Regions from separate parts of the Gossypium hirsutum genome. Here region 2 is linked to region 1. Evidence: chromatin contacts called from public Hi-C data. All regions are on one chromosome and are shown on one strand. The core of a region is the stretch at or near the end of the contact, and the rest is flanking DNA. Distances in the headings are between cores, read along the strand shown.

Region 1 (4,562 bases), core at 547-3,046:
AATAAGAGCCAAAACAACATACTTTCAAATTCTTTGAGAGTTCTCAACCCAAAGAATAGACTTTAGTTGTTAAGCGTGAAGGGGCATGAAGTTATTACCATGCAATAAACAAGTTCAATTATTGACCAATTCATTAAATCATCATCAGTTAAGGACAAAAAAAGGAGGTAGACATGCATATCTATGCAACCAGACTGCCGTACTTGTTGCTAATTTAAGTCTTCAGTTACTATCAATTTAAGTTTTAGCATGTTACCATCTAAGCTAAAGTTTAAAAAAAAAAAGGGCTGAAATTGGCATCCCTGATTTTCATAATTGCTAGACATGGTGCGGGGATTTTCCGGGACATGGGTTGTTCGGTAAAATTGTGACTAGCAATAAGTTTAGAGATCTTAGAATCAATCAAGCATCTGAATATAAAAATCATTCAACTAATTAACACTTAATTAATATGTGCAATATCAGTCTTATTAATACGAAATTATGAAAATGATCAGAGCAAGACTATACACATTGAAACTGTAACATGTCATCAAAATGGAGTGACGAAGATGATCCGAAAATCCAAATCCAATTAACATGAAAACAGTAAAAGTTACCTTCAAGTTGGCGGCGGTCCCGTGAAAGAGCAAACGGGTCTTGAATAGCAGAACAAATACAAGGAAAATAAGGAAACCGCAACAACCCAAGTCAATAAGCAGAGAAATCGGACATGAGCATTTCTAGAAACAATTTCCTGTAGCTTATCTATCTCTTGAGGCATAGTGTAAAACTCCTTAATAGTGAACTCGATTAATGCATCTAGAACCTTCTTGGATTTGTTCTCCAAGTGAGCAGAATTCAATGCTTGGAACCGAGCTTGTTTTAGAAGATCCAGAAAAATCTCTACTTCCGCTAAACCAGTCATTGAAAAGTCAATTGGTTCATCCCTATTTGCAGCGCTTATCTTTGAATAAGGACCGATTTCAGATGATATGAAAGTTTCTGATGAACTTGAAAGTAATGGATTCGATGTGATGGCAATGCTCTGAAACAGACGCAAAGAATTTAACAACCGAACCTACCTATTATGCATTTTTCATTTATCTAACCAAATTTTCGAACATATTATCATAATATTTTGCAAGGAACTTGAAATATATATAATTTAGAAGGGAAGAAAAAACTACTATTCATCCTTGAGAACAGTTTTTCACGGAAAATAAAGATAGATTTGAAATTTATTTTACCGCGCTTATTGACGGTTGAATAAAGCATAAGTAAAACGCATAAACCATTATTTTAAATCAATAACAGAGATTACGCTTATTCGCGCATTCAGATTAAAATTTAATTTAATCTACCTCCTGCAATTCTTACTCAAATATATACACACATAAAAAGCTAAGTAAATAATTCGTACCTCAGTAGTTTCAAAGTTGAAATTAGCATCTGAAACGGCAGAAATTGAAGAGAAATCAATGGACTCTTCAGAAATATTAGGTAAATCATCTTCGATCGGGGAAATGAATGCTTCGATTAAACTCTTCTGAGCAATCTGCAAGGGAAACAAAGAAAAATAAATAAATTAGCTCGCAAATGCAGAGGAAACAATGACGAGAGGATATTGAGAAATTATTGGTCAGAATCACTGACCTTCTTTGAAGTTTTCTTCGCCGGAGAATCATTTGATCGGCGATTGGCGAGATCTAAAGATCGTCGGTGTTCTTTTCGCGGAGTTTGATTTTCTTTTTCTTTCATTTTGAAAATCTCGTTTTATTTCGAACTCATTTCTGGCGGGAGGCTTTCAATTTCAAATTTTAATAACTCCGCTGAATAGAGCCGGGCCTATTTATTGATGATAAATGGTAATTAAGAACTACAATTCCGCAATTTAGGCCCTTAAATATTTTGGGAGTAAAAAAATTACTTTCATGAAATGGGCCACGCTGAAAAAGCCCGACCACAATAAGCTAACAGTCCTCAAACACAACAAATCAACGTAATAGAATAATTTTAACATTTTTTCCTTTATTTACTTAAAATTATGGGTGAAATTAGTGTTATGCTTTGAAAGCTTGAATTTCCATTAAAAAAATTGTATTTGAAAGTTTGTGAAGTTAAAAATACATATTAAATATTATCTTTTACTGTCTATTGATCAATGGTATTCATCATATCTTCAAACTTGTGGGATCCATTTTCAAACATGAATGTGTGGTATAAGTGGAGGCTTATGTTCTAAAAATGATTGAGCCCATAGCCGGTATGTTAGGTATATGATTTGTGTATGGCATAGCTTTACTAGCAACAGTGAATTTCATAGTTCAATTAAAGAGTTAATGATATCCTCTCATTGGCATTGTGTGGATTGATAAATATGGAACATGGTCACAGGTTGTTGGTTCTCGAACGAGCAATTTATCACAGTCATTTGTTGTCAATGATCATATTAATCATTAAGAAGACACAATGATGACAATGAGATAAAATAGGATTGTATTGAGTGAACATGTTTAACTCAAAGGAATCAATGATATCATATGAGGGTAACACACATTACGAGGTCATTGGATAAAATAGTTGGATGAATCACTTTCGTAAAAAGTATACAATAAGGAGTTTTCAATCATGATTCTTCTTGTGGACTGACTTCATGACTAAATAATTGCGAATTATCAAAACAGTGCTTCTAGACATAATTGCAATTACTAGAGCCTAATTGTATATGTTTGATCGGTCCCTCCGCTAGCTCAACAAAAGTTCGATCGGACTGTATTTAAATCAGAAGAAAATTCCACGACTTTGGAAATAATTTAATTGAGTCGATTTATTCGATATGAAATTAAATTAGGTGATCGTGAGAATTGTTCAACTATAGAATTTGGTTAAAGAATTTTATTGAAAAATAATTTGGAAAATCTAAGTTATTTTTAGAAAAATTATTTTTAATCAAGTAAAATTAAATTAATCAAATTAATTAAAATTAATATGATATTTTTAGAAATTAATTTTCAAGTCAGACAATTAGCCCAAGGGTAATTAAACTTGAAAATTGGACCTAAGATCGTAAATTGAGCTCGGGAACCCAAAACCAAGACCCAAAACTGGTCGAACCAGGTCGACAGTCCAACTGGTGGCTTGATCGGGCCGATCGGGTTTTCATTGACCTAGACCGAACCGGTAGCAGTCGAACCGGCTTGAGGTTCCTTAATGGTGTCGCACTTGCATCGTTCAATTCTGTAGTGGAGGGACCAATCAAACATATACAATTAGGCTCTAGTAATTGCAATTATGTCTAGAAGTATTGTTCCGACAATTCGCAATTACTTAATCATGGAATCAGTCTACAAGAAGTATCATGATTGAAAACTCCGTATTGTATACTTTTTACTAAAGCAATTCATTTAATTGTTTTGTCCAAGGACCTCGTCATGTGTGTGTTACCCTCATATAATATCATTGATTCCTTTAAGTTAAATCCGTTCACTCAATACAATCTTATTTTATCTCATTGTCACCATTGTGTCTTCTTAATAATTAATATGATCACTATCAACAAATGACTGTGATAAATTGCTGGTTCGAGAACCATAAACCCTGACTACGTTCCATATTTATCAATCCACATAATGTCAATAAGAGGATATCATTAACTCTTTAATCGAGTTATAAATTCCACCTTTGCTAGTAAAGTCACGCCATACGCAAATCATGTACCTAACATATCGGCTATGGGCTCAATCATCTTTAGAGTATAAGCCTCCACTTATATCAAAGCACATGAGTTGCATACGCATATGGTCAGTGACTAACTTAGGATTTAGGTAAATCACACATTGAACGTCATAAGTGAATTAATTCACAAACGGGTTTAGAATGAATTCATCTTAGGTCTAATTCAATGTATCATTCTACTACTAGATACATATATGTCTCTACTCGTAGAGTCAACTGCTCCAATAGCCAAGACTAGCCATCTCCCTAATTGAAATTGTAGAGGACATAATAATCCTTCTCAGTATTTGAACCAAATGTTCACTTTGATTCTTTTACGGGATTATGGACTCATTTAGATTCTCTATTGAAGTAAGTTGTCTTTCTCACAATATAAGCATTCTTATAATGCCACTTACCTTCAGTTTGAACTTAGACAATCAATGAGCTAATATTTGTTTGTCACAATTTTTCTATGTATGCAAAATATAAAAAACAGAAATACAAAAGATATAATAGTGAAATGTGAAATTAATTTTTTTTATTTATTCATCATTCAAATAAATAGAAAAACAATTACATGTTTACTACAATATGGACACATTTCCCAACAGTATCGTCACATATCAATCTCATACAGTGCGCAAAATAATTTATTGACATGCTAATTGTATCGTATTCTATGTTCATTCGGGCTTGATATAAGTAATCGTATAGTACTTTTCAATTCAATCCACTTTCTCACCTTGGACCAATTTGTAACAATTCAAATATATATATTTATTAAACATACCCCAATTCAAAAATAAATAACATATTACAAGTTATACCAAATTAAATTGTATGAACTTATCAAGGCTAAACAA
Region 2 (4,562 bases), core at 687-3,186, 33 kb before region 1:
GTATGTGTTTGGGCCTTTTGGTTTGTTAAAGTAAATATAATAATCCCATATTATAAAAGAGACATTTTAAGCATGTATGTGTCTTAAAAATTGGATTTGGTAATAATTGCTCGAAATCGTACCAGGGTAGTATGTTTGTGTAACTATTGTAATTGATGAGTCTCAATGAATTGGGTGTAATTGGAATACCTTAATTACACTTTTTAATTTTTAGGAGAGGCAAATTTAATTTTTTTTAATATTTCTATACAAGTTATAAAAATATATATTATAAACATAAACATGTAGGAATGCTTGGAACGGTTATGATAAAAAATCTTATATTGTAAATCCTAAAAACTTATATTGTAAAAACTAATTTATCTAATTTATAATGTTATAACAAAAAAATTATTTTATTTAAATCCTAAAAATTCTAAAGCTATGGTAAAAAAAGTTTATTATAAAAAATAAGTTGCATGTTATAAAAATGTTATAATATATTTATTTATAAATAAATATTGCCAAGGAGTATGGACATAACTTATTTATATGTCCGTACCATATATTATAAAAATTATATACTTATTCATAAAGAAAAATATTATTGTTCTTTTTATCATATATTATTTATAAAAAGTGTTATGAAAGCTACTGGAAATTTATAAAACTTTTTTATAAAGTTATATATTATAAATTTTATATTATTTCTTACTTAATTTATGTATTGCGAAAAATGATATAACATAACATAATTCTTTCTCCAAGTTAAATTTATATAAGTTTTTATAATTAAAGCTACAAACCATTTGGACTATATTATAAGGTCGATCCTAATGTGGTTGAAAAGATATTTATTGTTCTAAAAAATATTTCCTATATTAACATTACCTTAGTATAGCATAAAAAAAAAAGATTGGCTTGTACTAAAATGTTGCATATTTCATAACTATAATTTAGGTGGAATTTGAGATAACCTATACTTCGAAGAGAATATGGAAGAAGGATATCTTAATAATCTTACTGATGCATATTCAAATTCATATGATATGAACTCGGTCCAAGACCAACAGAAGATGGTAATGAGCATATGTTAAATATTAAAGAGAGAATAATCTAACAAATATGCATTAGAATAATCAGATAAAATTGCATATGATGTTTACTTTTCTTGTTATTTTTATTAGTAATCGTATTATCAACTACTTTTATAGACTAACACGATACATATGATGACTTGGTTTTAATTCTTGTTACTTATTTACAAATTATTTTTATCATATTAATAATTTTTTTATAGTAATTAATATTTTTTTAAATGTAAATTATGTAACTCTGTAATTACAATTTGTACTACCAAACATGACATATGAGATTACGATGTAATTACACTCTATCAGCCAAACGTCTAAGGAATTACAATTCTTTGTAATTACTTTTTCATTCAATTACTCTATACTGCCAAAATAAATTGTTAATGTTTTTTTAAAAACTTTTTTGAAATTTATTCAACCATTTATCTAAGTTTGTTCCGAACATAAAGTTTTAAATAATGTTTTTAATTTTATTTATTTCTTTTTTTGGCATGGCATGTCATCAAATATCGCTAATATGGACCGCCACATTAGCGCCGTTAATAGCCACGTCAATGATGTAACAGTCAAAGACAATAAATATTGGTCAAAAAACTTAATCGGTGCAATTTAAAAGTTTGAGAGTTAGGTTTTTCGTGAAACAACTTAAATAATTTTGTACGAGCATTAAGGTTCCCAAACGTGAAAAGAAATAAGGTTGTGTCATAAACTATTTTAACTTTTAGGGATAAAGAAGAAGAAGAAGATAAAAAGTGAGGTTATATTTTTGAAAGAAGAAATTAGAACGTTCAAGGCATCCAAAAGGGGCCCTAAATCAAGTCAATGTGGCCTTGCCAAAGTGCCAAATTTTCACGAGAAGCCCAATGATATAGGTGGAGGGGCAGAGACCCAAAGTGCCAAAGTGTCTTTGTTGTTTTTATGCCCATTTCTACATGGGTCTCGCCATTTGCAAATTTCAAGCTCATTTTTTTTATCTGTATAGACTATTCTGACTTGTTTGTCACGGGACAGGACATCAACTTTTCAAAATAACCAATATTTTTATTTTATATAAAATTTTAATTAAAATAACTTGAAAAACATTTTTATAATTTTTTACATTATATATAAATTATTACAAATTTAGTATTGTTTTGTGTAATTACATAAATTACTACAACATTCTTAATGTTGTATGCCATAAAGTTATATTAACAAGAAGCTAAAAAACAGTGAAAGTGAGAAAAGCAACATAGAACTCAATGATGAATTACAAAGACTCAACTATATATAGAAAGCTGATCAAGAGGGTTAACTGAATAACTAATTACCTAATAACATTAACTAGCTAACAGTCTCTAACTAATTCAGTTATATTAGTTAACAACGCACACACATTTAACATGTGTTAAATTCCTCAACCTCATTATCTACTGTTTTCAAGTTTGTGGAAACAAAACATGGTAGGTCAACATTTTGTAAAGTGCATACTCAAGCTGGTAAAAGACACCTCTAAAAGAGGTTTGGTGAACATGATTGATTTGTAGATCACCTTGAGCAACCTTTTCACGCACAAAAATGCACTGAATTGTCCCTCTATCGTCACACCAGATGCTCCCCAAGTTCAGTGAGAAGAACAACAAACCAGGTTAAGTCAACAGTCTGTGTTTGCAATACTTCGATACTCGGCCTCTGAAGTTAAAATAAAAATGGGTCGGGGTATCAGATGAACTTATCGAAAACTAGATTAATTTTAAAAAATTGGTTATAGAGAAGGAGGCAAAGTTGCGAAATTATGAGAAGTGGAAGAAGCTACACATGATCTAACATCTATATGCTTAATTAAGTTGCTTTCAAACCTCGTATTAACCACACACAAAAATTCCTTTGAATGTGAAATAATTGCAGGCAATGGGTGCAGAAGAAGCATGGGAATGGCTCTGCCAATTAGGCCATAATTTAATGTCATTAGTTGGAGGGAGTATACACACATAGATTTGCCTCTTAAATTCTCCAAACTTTCATAAATATATGTTTTTTCATGTTTGAGGAACTTTTTCATGCCAATATCTTAAACCACATCCTTTTGAGGACAAATCTTAAACCATTGGTGATTAATTAGAAAAAAAACATTTTTGGGAAACCGATCCTCAACTCAATAAAAGTTGATGAAGCAATTAATTTTGCAGTTTTCCTATTTAATTTGTAGTAAATTATCTAAATTGAGAAAAAATGGTTAATTATGTCTTAGCTTAATTAATAATATTATTATTGTAATAATCAAGAATTATATGAATTTAAGCATGTGTAAATGTCACGGGACTAGAATTTTAATATGGTAAATCACGTGACCTTAGACAATTTTTTGGATTCAAATTTGCCTAAATCAGTCTACTCTTGAAAAATGAGAATTCTTGCAGAAATTCTCCAAGGCACCGAAGCAAACTCACATAACAGAGCAACAAGAAATAGAAAAGCCAAAGGAAAACAGCGCAAACCAAGTGTTTGAGTAAATACTCTTAATATATTCTTTAACTCAATTATCAAATGGAGGGGAAAGACTCTATTTATAGCTGAGCTTCCCTAGATCCAACGGTACAGGTCAAATTACACAATAGTTGAGATTAATTCTCATCTACAATAAGAGAGTCCTAAAGGATTTAAATTCTGTATATATTTATTACTTAGTATTTATAATAATTAACCCTGATAAAATACAAGGTTTGCAATTTAGCTAGATCTAAGTAGGACTTGAGTCACTTCCAGTATACCAAATGACCCCCAATAAACAAAAAGGAAACATTAGAGTGTGTCTTGGTCGCGGACTTCTTTATGCGATCTATGACGTAAAATTTTCAATTTAAAGATTGGAAGAAGTTATATAAAAAAATATATAAAGAAGAACGAAACAAAATCTTGCGAGGAGACATTAACAAGACCGGTTCATTTCACTAAGTTTTCCAATTTTCCTTTTTTGGTTTTTTTAAAAGAGAATTTTCAATACAGTCTCTTGAAGCTAGGAATGTGCTTGAGTTCTCGAAAGATAATAGCTTTCACCTTATGAAAATCTAAAATTTATTTATAAAATAATGAATTTATAGGAAGAGGAAAGATCAGAGTGGGGAGAGAGGTTATTGTTTATGAAAAGTATGGGGATTTAGAAAGAAGAAATGTTTACATGAGTTCTTGTGAGTAGTTTGCATGACTTTTTTATAATGGGGAATAAACTTGGATATGTGTTCTAAGGTTATCGGTATTGAAGTCTGATTTAATACTTTGGGTAGTGACGGTGGCGCTACGAGTGATGTTTTAAGATGATTAGCAATCAATTATCATTTCCAAAGTTCGTCGAATTAAAGTTCACAATGTCATTAATTCCATTGGAAGACACGTGCCTAGCTCTCTATGAGTACACTGTAAAGTCCGCAGAGTTCGCTAAATGAGATACAATAATAACAAATGAAGAAAGAGATGATACAAAAAAACAAAAAACAAAAAACAAATTTCTAA

The links. A called contact is a pair of places that touch in the nucleus more often than the background predicts.
Region 2: a contact with region 1 is called in a Hi-C map of leaf, with 5 times the contacts expected there. The contact joins the enhancer-like site here to the promoter of LOC107908373 in region 1. A contact is called at or near these places in 11 of 34 Hi-C or Micro-C datasets (anther, callus, cotyledon and 4 more).

Annotation. Positions count from the first base shown.
Region 1 is chrD02:8,229,728-8,234,289 of Gossypium_hirsutum_v2.1, reverse strand. LOC107908373 reads right to left here and starts at 1,796. Exons shown (of 3, transcript XM_016835552.2): 1 at 1,636-1,796; 2 at 1,403-1,537; 3 at 427-1,027. The coding sequence starts at 1,740. The coding sequence ends at 602.
Region 2 is chrD02:8,263,030-8,267,591 of Gossypium_hirsutum_v2.1, reverse strand. No RefSeq gene overlaps it. Among protein-coding and RNA genes, the nearest start is that of LOC107910567, 12 kb to the left of the region's middle. Within about 2 kb of position 1,936, at least 2 of the 9 cell types and tissues checked have an H3K27ac peak or open chromatin away from gene starts, as enhancers often do. A contact at or near this core is called in leaf, where this site is marked.